2 separate regions of the Capsicum annuum genome follow, and region 2 is linked to region 1. Evidence: chromatin contacts called from public Hi-C data. All regions are on one chromosome and are shown on one strand. The core of a region is the stretch at or near the end of the contact, and the rest is flanking DNA. Distances in the headings are between cores, read along the strand shown.

Region 1 (5,171 bases), core at 123-2,622:
AATTTAAATTAATTAATTAAATTAATTTTAATATTTAATTAGTTTTAATGTAATATTTTTTTTTTAAATCATTATTCAAATTTATCAAATTTTAAAAGCATGATTATTCAAATTTTTCTATAATTTATAATTTTTTCTTATTTAATTAAATTAATTTTAATATTTAATTTGTTATGTAGTATTTTAAAAATGACTTGAAATTTAATGTAATACTTTTTTTTTAAATGACATGGTAGATGACGTGGCATGCATGACAGATGACATAACACATGTGGCATCTGATGTGGCAACTGACATGGAAGAGTGTGTTACACTTTCCAAAAAAGTATTTAAAATATAATTTTTTTGTGAGTTCAGAGATCCAGATGAGAAATATATAAGTAGAAGTATCTAATTTTACAAAACTAACATAATACGGGGATCTAATAAAGTATTTTGTCATAAAGTGGAATAAAATAATAAGCCCTTTGTGAAGATGAAAGGTTATGTTTTTGGTTATTGTGTGGGACATAAAAATGAGAAAAGAAAGATCGTACCGTCCGTCTTGCACTTGAATATGTCCTTCCTCACATATTTCCTCCACCGAATGAAATTAGTGCCCTTTTATGGGACCCAAATAATGAAGAAGAAAATGACATACCTAATATGCCTTCGTCAATCCTCCCATCCTTTTTCCTGTCCTTTCCCCGTACGGCATTGGCTCCTACCTCTTTTTACCCTTCTACCCTTTTCTATATTCTGACTAATACTAATATCCACTACTTTCCTGTTCTCTTTTTAAGCATTTTTAGCCAACCAAATGTTAGAAAAATCATATTATTATTAGTGTCTAATTAAAATACTGTCTTAAAAAATTTTGAAATGTTTAATTACAATATTTAAACATGATTTAATTTAAGTGTCTGAATAAAATCTTTTTCTTCTGATTTAGCCACAGAAAATTGAATGCAAGTGAGAAATATTATTACCAACAAGTTTGGATTGTTTGAAAAACAATACATTTGATTATAGTGTTGCAACACACATAATCTAATAGTAAATATTTGTTTAATTACATAATATATGGTGAAAAATATATATCAAATATTTATATCATAACTATTAGATATATAAAATTTATATATAAACTATCACTAATTATTTATCAAAATGGGATAGAGAGAGTAACTCCATATTATGGATGAATTCTCCAAACAAACTAAGAGGTACATAGGTCTTTCAAGCAAAAATAAAAAATGAAAAAATTGGGTGGTTGTGTCTTTCAAGAAAATGTAAAAATTATGAAGGACAATAAAGTAATTAAAATATTCTTCTCATCTTCTTCCTCACTCCGTTTGTTCTCTATTAGCTGTTGCTTCTTAATTTTCCCAGACTTCTTTATATCATCAAATTCACATGAACACTACAATATTACATCTCCACCTCCCAATCTTCCTCTAAAAATTTCCACTTAAAAATTTCTTTTTATCCAAATCTAACCCATAATTTGCTTGCAAGAACCATAAAGGTCCAATCTTGGCAAACAATGAAGAAGCAAAAGCAAATTTCACAATCCAATTACAACCCATTTGATTTTCTATCCGAAGAAATTGTCTTTTCAATTCTTGATTATCTTAGTGACAACCAATTTGACAAAAAATCATTCTCACTTGTTTGTAAATCATTTTTTGCTATTGAATCCTACCATAGGAAAACCTTGAAACCATTTAGGCCAGAACACTTAACAAAGATTCTTAACAGATACCCACAAATTACCAATCTTGATCTTTCCCTTTGTCCAAGAATTACAGATGGAACACTAACAGTTATAGCTAGTTTATGTAAAGAAATGTTGAGGTCAATTAATCTTTCAAAGTCTAAGTTTTTTACCCATGTGGGATTGTCTAATTTAGTGATGAATTGTGGGAATTTGGTTGAGATTGATTTGTCAAATGCTACTGAGTTGAAGGATGTGGGTGCTGCTGCATTAGCTGAGGCAAGGAATTTGGAGAGGTTGTGGTTGGTGAGGTGTAAGTCTATAACTGATATTGGACTTGGGTGTATTGCTGTTGGATGTAGAAAGTTGAGGTTGATTAGTTTGAGATGGTGTTTGGGTGTTGGTGATCTTGGTGTTGGTTTGATTGCTGTTAAGTGTAAGGAGATTCGTAGTTTGGATCTTTCTTATCTGCCGGTAATGGAGCTTTTCTTCCCTTGGAGTTTTGTATATTCCGTTCTTTTACTATTTGCTATTGTTGTTTCTTGTACTTACGTTGCTATCTACTATTTTTGTTATTATTTTTTTGTTTCTTGTACTTCCGTTACTTATTTTTCGTGATTGCTATGGACTATTGGTTCTCGAGCTGAGGGTCTAGTGGAAATAGCCTCTCTATCTCTGAGGTAGGGATAAGGTGGGCGTAGACTCTACTTTCCCCATACCCCACTTTGTGGAACTATACTGGGTATGTTGATGTTGTTGTTCTTTTGTGTTGTATATTCTTTTGGATTGTGAGTTTGTTAGGGAACCTGAGGTTGCTATCTGCTTCTGTTCCTTTTCAAGTCTATAACACTGTTTATGTTTTTTCAGTGTAAAATTATTCGTCTAATACAGTTCATTTGTGCATGTTTAGCCCATATGTGAGTTAATTGGTCGGTGTTCAGTTGATAATAATCTTCAGGTTAAATGATTTGCTTGGTGAATTAGATATGTGTGTTCATGTTGTGTATCAGTAATCGCCACACGTGATGTGTGATTCTTCTTGAGTACTGCTATTTGATTTCTCATTGCCATTCTCTGCCAAGTTAGTTAGCCTATTGATGGCTTATCAGATTGACTTTTCTTTCACGAAACCCTGTTTGTGCCAGTATAAGTGAATGAGATCTCTATCTTCATAGTTACCAAAATGGTCTTGGACTCGGTTTATTTGAATTCTGATGTATTATGAATGCTTAATATGTATTTTGTGTCATAAAATAAATTTAGCATAGTGAACAAAATTTATGCAGCTTTGGGAGTGTTAACCAATGAGTTAGTAGGTACCTAGTGGATTAGTCAATGTGTGCACTGAGCTGGCCATGAAACCATCATTATAAATAAAATGCTAAGTCATATATAAATTTCTTACTGATATCCTTAATGTAGTCTATGAGAATTGTTACATCCATGTCGGAGTGTGTGCTGACAAGGGATCAAGATAAGGTGTGGCAGGCTTTTTGGTTTGCAAGTTTCTGAATAAGGGGTGCACATGACACCTTAGGCAAATTCACGTCAGAATGGAAAAGAGAAACTTCATGAGGATATTCTGGGCAAAATTATTTTTTATTCTCTATCCTTGGGGTGGGGGTGGGGGACTTCATGAGTTTGCATATGTCTCAGGTTCAAATCTAGATGATTCCTTCCCATCTGTATAAGCTTTGGTAGGCAAACTTACCCGGTAAGATTGCTGGTGGGAGGTAGCAATTACCTGATGGGTATGCGGAAGCTGGCCAGGGAACCAACAACAACAACAAACCCAGTGTATTCCCACAAAGCTGGCCAGGGAACCAACGTAATAAAAAGGAAAAAGACAAGGGCTGACATCTCACCAATGGCTTGAGCTCAATGCTGATTTTTTTGAAATTGAACAGAAGATGAAATTTCATAGAAAATGTATTTAAGATTATTGAACATTTGCTAATATTCTTAGGTTGTCTTCGTTAAGTTTATCCCGTGCATTGTGCTTTTTCTATTTGGGAGATACACAAGTACCGGAAAAATGGCTGCTTATGCACTTTACACATCTCTTGCAGTTGGCATGCTTTTGGCCTTGAGTTTGTCGAAAAGAAAACTTAGTGCAGATTTCAGCTATTGAATCCTAATGAACACCTCTGCTCTACATTCCGGTGTATCTTCAGATGAATAAATGAATGTTCTCTTATTATACTCATCCTGGATGACTTTAAAGTTATTGGAGGTTTTATGCTGTAGAGCATCTATCCATATTCTCTCGATATCTGCACACCTCGTAAGGATAGTGTGAGACCTAGCAAAATTTCTTCGTGCTTTTTTGCACCTTGGTTATTTGTCTAATGTGTAGGTCTCAGTTACATCTGGTGACCATCACGGCATGCTCCTTTTTTTGTCACTTAGTATGGGAAGTTCTTGTTCATGTGCTTTCGAAGTCCTTTCTCGACTTATATATTTACCAAGACGTGGATATAGCTTAGATGGAGGGACATAGACAGTGAAGATTCATATAGCGAACCTCAACTTGCTTGAGATTAAGGCGTGGTAGTAGCTGTTGGTCCTGCAGTTTACCACAACTTTGGTTCCGAACTTTAATTCCAGATGCACCAAATTTCCAGTGACTGGCTGTTTTTATGAAGTTGTTATATGTAGTCTGTTTCCATTATCTGTTATTACATCCGATCTCTTTTTCCTTCCTTTTTTTGTTTTTGTCTAGGCTTTCTTTTATGATCATACAATAATGTGTTGATCTTCTTATTACACAGATCACTAATGAATGCTTATCATCAATCTCAAAACTGCAATATCTTGAAGATTTGGTTCTAGAAGGTTGTTATGGAATTGATGATGACAGCCTTGCATCCCTCGAGCAAGGCTGCAAGTCACTGGAGGTATGTACTTTGGAAGACTCTGTTTTACAGACTTTGATTCTCATATTTGTCTCTCCTTGAGAAAAAAGATGAAACATAAAAAATAAAGATGATTATGATGTGTGAAATTTGCCAAAAGCCCCCAGGGATTAGCTCAGTTGGCAAAGGTTAGGGACTTGTAACTTAGGTCACAAGTTCGAGTCCCGTGTCAAGCTAAATAAGTCCAATATTTAAATGGAGAAGCATGGTGTGAGTCCATTACTTTGGAGTTTCGGAGGCTGTGGTCCTAAAGGTTGGCTCCAAATAGATTTCTCGGTCAACAAAAAAAAAAATTGCCCAAAGAACTGTCATTGTCCTAGCTTCAAGCACTACTTCTTTAGATGTACAAATATATGGCTTTTTTCCCAATTGCCCAGTCAATAATTGGATATCCACTGTGCCAATGCCACTATAAGTACTCTGAGAAACTTATAGAACGAGGTAACTCGGATTTTACGCACTCAGAATTTTACCTAATTGTCAGATGTCCCAAAGAAGTGGACTGTTGTGCAGCCCAAGTGTTGCCCTGCATGTTTGTCTTTTTTTTTTTTTTTTCCCCT
Region 2 (5,202 bases), core at 2,446-4,945, 160 kb before region 1:
TCACCACGATAACTGTTGCTGATAGGCTAATCTGTCTAGGTACGGTCAGGAACCCGTGCGTTCAAACCTATGATATAGGACATCATAGCGCAAAGAAGAGTATGTGGTCAGTACTTTGAATGTACTAGTACTCTAGGTGAGGTTAGGCTAATATACATGGGTTCACGTGTATAGAATGACAACTGACTAAATATCACAAAGTAACCGTATTAGAGTACATGCAAAACTGAAACTAAGGAACAATACTGAACATGCAAGACCAAGCATATATCATGTATCTGAAATAGTATGAAAATGAAGTACTGATTCTAATAACTGATTAACTAATAACTGCTAGCTATGGTCAAGCAAAATTGAACTGAGTTATGTACTGAATACTGAAACTGAGACTGTGGAAGCTATCATCTAAGCGACATGCCCCAATATAGACTGATTGGGGTCCAACTGTAACCCCAGTTGGAAGGGTGTTAGTACCCTTCCACAGATTACTAACACTGGTTGGGTCAACCCTAATCTGGTAGAAAGACTTATAATATATATATATATATATATATATATATATATATATATATATGTATGTCAACCCTAATATGGCAGGAAGACACGTCAACCTACGCTGGCTACGTAGTTCTGTAACTCAAGGACTACTATTAAGGATCGTACCCTAACCTGGACGGAATTCCCCCATCCTTGAGTTCGCTCAGTGCTGAATCCTATTCCCAACTGAAGTGACACTGATCACTAGACTGGGCTAAGCTTGACTGAACTCACACTGACCATGTTAACTAACCGAGTATTACTGCTCATGATATGACTGGGACCCTTTGGTAACTATTGAAAACTAAGTAAACAACTAAATTTTGGGTATCATAACCCCCAGGACTCGATATCATTGACAAAAGGACCATACCATAACTTTAAAAGCATAACAAATAGATCACAGTGCAAAATTCATTCACTTAGACATTTTGTCAAACACTTGGGAGGCATGATCTTGTATACGAGAATCATCAACATGTTAGTGTATCATGACTACAACAATCAACTCATAATTCAAGGGTTTGACATGAGATTTACACCACTCAATATACACATTAGTTTACTTTACATGAAACTCCTATTTTCTTAACTTGAAACTCAAATAACAACACATACATGGACATAAATTAATATAAATCATGTGAAACTCATAATTTGAATTTAAAAGAGGTTCTTAGACTCCAAGAGTGGAAGGGACCCGAGGATGAACACCTAACATACCTTAGTAATTGAATTCGTGAGAGTTGTTGGTGATTGCTTGAACTTGATGAACTTAGGTTTTTGTTCTTGAGAGAATTTGTGAAAGATGAGTGAATTTTGCCTTTTCTAATCCTTGATTTCGTGTTTTTGGCTGAATAAAAGTGGGAAAAATGACTTAACTACCCCTCTAGACTCAGAATTAATTACATAAAATGCGTCCAGTGACGCTACGAATGATGCACCGCATCGATCAACCCGATGCGATGGACGACTCATCGCGTCACGAGTGCCGACGCGATGACCAACGCAATATGACTTGATTGCATTGGCTTACTATTTTGATCATCCAAACATCCCTCAAACATTGTTCGGAAAATTCAAAACTCACCTGAGATGACCTATGGGTGACCCTGATCATGAATCAACTTGGAAATCGACATTCTAAGACCGGAAAGGTAGAAATAAAATTCATCGGAGTTTAGGTTCCAAAATAAGACTAAGTCACTAACACTTAGCTAAATTTTCTAAGAATTGGACCCTCTTGGCATGTAATATAAGATTGAAATGGACTAGGATCTTATGGGATCTTACAGTTGGAGACATCTATATTAGCATGAAATTATTGTGGTAATTATTTCAGTTTTTTTAGTTTTGTATCTAAATTATTGAAAGTTGTAAGTTTTCTATTGGTGAAATAGTCTACTGGACCCTTGTACTTGTTTGAATTTATAAAGTGAACATCTCTTCTTAGCTTTTTGTCATTTTAACTTCTCAACTCAATAAATTTAATATTTTAAACCCCTCTGATCGTTCACCAAACTTATGTGACATTAAGGTGATTGAGTTGAACACGACATGTAACTACATGTACGTGGAAGCAATTGAGCATTCATTTTAAATTAAAATGATTTCAAAAAAATTAAAAAGAAAAAAAAACTCCTCTCCCCCAAACCTTTTTTCTTTTCAATTTTTTAAACCCATACAACCCCTCTCTCCTCCCTAACCCCCCTCCCCCAACCCCCTCTTCTCTTTAATTTTTTACTTTCTTCTTTTTTGTGCCGTCACCCCCACCCCAAACCCATTCTCTCTCCAATTATTTTTCTTTCTTCTTTATCATGCCCACCCCATCTGCACCACTTCACTCCACTATTTTTTTTTATTCAGCCCCCACCTTCACCGCACTCAAAAAAATATATAATTTATCTTTCTTCTTCGAAAAAAACAAATTTCCTTCAACTTACTTTTTTTTTTTTGTGCAAATCACTTTCTCAATTCAAATTTTTCAATTTTTTTTAAGATTAACATTTTAACTTGAATTGAAAGTGAGTGATGGTGGAAATTCAAAAATTAATGAACTAAGGAGCCGTTTGGTAGAGTGTATAAAATAATGTTAAATAAAGTGTATTAGTAATGCTTGCATTATTAATTCAAGTATTAGAATGTTGGTATTAGTTATGCAGACATTATTTTTCATACAGTTGTTTGGTTTGATGTATTAAAGATAAAATATATTTTACATAATTTTTATAAAAAATGTTGTTACCAAAATACCCTTTCTTGTACACTCTGTTTTCAAGGAATAGAAGAAAATACAATCAACATTAACAAGTAGCACCAAGAGTACCCTGAAGGAGATGCTGCATTTTTTTCTGGTTTTAAATTTTTTTCTTCTGATCTAAAAATGGACAACTCTTTCTTTTTTATTTTGCCTGCCTGGTGTAGACTATGTCGTAAAGAAGAAAAGAATGGGGATATGCTATGGTCATGGAAAAGTACATACAACAAGAGAGATGGCAGTGTTTTTAAAAATGGTGGAAAGGAATTGGGGAATGAGATAATGATGGAAAAAGAAAGTGGAAAAATATTTTGAGGGGTAATAATGTCATTTAATAAATTAATGCATGTGCTTAGAGTTATTGTATTACTAATACATAGAGAATGATTTGTATTACTACCACACACCTTAATACATAATAGAGTATATCAAACAAGGTACTAGCAATACATATTAATTAATGCATGTTTTAGTTTTTTCAATACACTCTACCAAACGATCCCTTCATGAATAAGTTTGGAAAAGCTTGAAGTTCAAATTTAAAGGACAATAAATGACTTTTTGTGGATTTGTCAAAGACACTCAAAATTGAAAATTAAAAATTTATTGTGTTTGTATATTTGAATTTATAGTTGAAAATTTAAATTAATTGAAGAGTAATTTCAACTATTTAGAATAAATTTGATGATCAATTTGTAAGCAAACATCAAGAACATGATTATTGAAATTTTTCTACCATTTATAAAAGTTGTTTATTTAATTAAATTTATTTTAATATTTAATTTCTTATGTGGCACTTAATTATAACGTGGAATTTAACTCAATATTTGAAAATAACGTAAAATTAACGTGACTAAGGAAGATCTTGCCTCCTGCATCACAATTAATTAATACAATAACCCTCAACTTATATTTTTTGTCTTTTAAATAAAAAATCAACTCCATAATATGTATTGACTGGCCCAAAATTATGTTGTTCAAATTATTAAAGAGAGAATTAAGAAGAAAAAAAAAAACTAAATCAGCGTAGTCATGTTGAACGAGCTATTGATTTCGCAAGAAAATCAGATGCCGCCATTCCCAAAAGCTCTTCTCAATTATCTATATTTTGGTCATTTCCTATCCAGATGGAGTGCCAGGTTCACTCTTATGCAGTCTATTTTTAATTTATTTTTCCAGTTTTAATGCAAAGATTTTGATTTGTGAATTGTGCTTGGTGTGCTAGAGCAGTAAAGCTAGTATTCAATTATCAAATGTCTCCAGATTATTCACTGTTATGCAAATTCGGTGTTCTTTGCCTCCTTTCTTTTGTTGTTTCTAGGCATTTTAAGTTTTCTTTTTTCTTGTTTTTATGAATTTCCAGTTATATTAGGAGTTATTAAGCTCTAAATTCTATTTAAAAAAGGTTGATTTAGGAATATTTTCACAAATAGCCCGTTGGATTAATTGTTTACTTTATCAAACTGTATACATGAATTAACATTAGTTATGCGCAGTTATAACAGTATACATCTAGTTGCTATTTTTAGTTGAAGCGGTTGGGTAAGCAGCTATTTAGATTAATTAGGTTTTATTTTTGTGCTGTCATTGGAAAACAATTTCTTGAACTGATCTTTTAGCAAAAAGACCATCTAGAGCAATTTTCACCATGACTTCTTACAATTGAGAAATTCAGGTACACTTTAATTTCCTCACATTTGAGTAAATTTGCACTTAAACCTTCATGTCTATGACCATTTTGTGTAAACTCAACGGAACTAATATTTAATTTGAAGCAAAACTCTTTCTCTGGATGAACACATTGGAAAATTAACCTTTAGGCTTCTCTATATTTGTCTGCCTATTCATTTCGACACATTGTAGTGTTGAAATGGACATTGTGGTTTTCCGCTTCCTGTGAATTAGTAATAATGCAGAATAACATGAACATGTTGGAGGGTGTGTGAAGCAGTAACAAAATTGTGCAATTTAGTCCGGCATTAATGACTTTCTTGGTGTTCGGATTAGGGAGTTAGAGAGTAACACTATAAAATTGAGTATAGTGTAAGATTCATGTCATTATGCTATTATATGACCATCGTCGTTGTTTAATTCAATCATAGGAACATAGTATTTTCTGAATATTTTCCTAATTGTAGGATGTGGGAATTCTCTGTTGGTCTGTACATGATCAACGTTTGGTCAGATTCTTTACTTCTAACGGCTGCTTATGGGGTGGTGGAGTCTGCTTCTACAGCATTGTTTGGTCCTCTCATTGGACAGTGGGTGGATAGGTTCACATATGTGGAGGTTAGTTCTCATTCTTTCTTATTAGGCCCCTGCACATCCTAAATAAAGAACTTTTACCAATAATTGCTTTGGTAATTTTTGTAGAAAATTATTTAGTTATTTCAAAATAATTTATATTT

The links. Hi-C and Micro-C count contacts between places; a contact is called where the count stands out from the background.
Region 2: a contact with region 1 is called in a Hi-C map of placenta, with 2.4 times the contacts expected there. The contact joins the promoter of LOC107845957 here to the promoter of LOC107845953 in region 1. A contact is called at or near these places in 2 of 5 Hi-C or Micro-C datasets (leaf and placenta).

The regions. Positions count from the first base shown.
Region 1 is chr10:152,114,830-152,120,000 of UCD10Xv1.1, reverse strand. It overlaps LOC107845953 (F-box/LRR-repeat protein 3), which reads left to right and starts at 1,372. Exons shown (of 8, transcript XM_016690466.2): 1 at 1,372-2,170; 2 at 4,468-4,593. The coding sequence starts at 1,526.
Region 2 is chr10:152,277,170-152,282,371 of UCD10Xv1.1, reverse strand. LOC107845957 (solute carrier family 40 member 2) reads left to right here and starts at 3,695. Exons shown (of 8, transcript XM_016690471.2): 1 at 3,695-3,933; 2 at 4,933-5,083. The coding sequence starts at 3,827.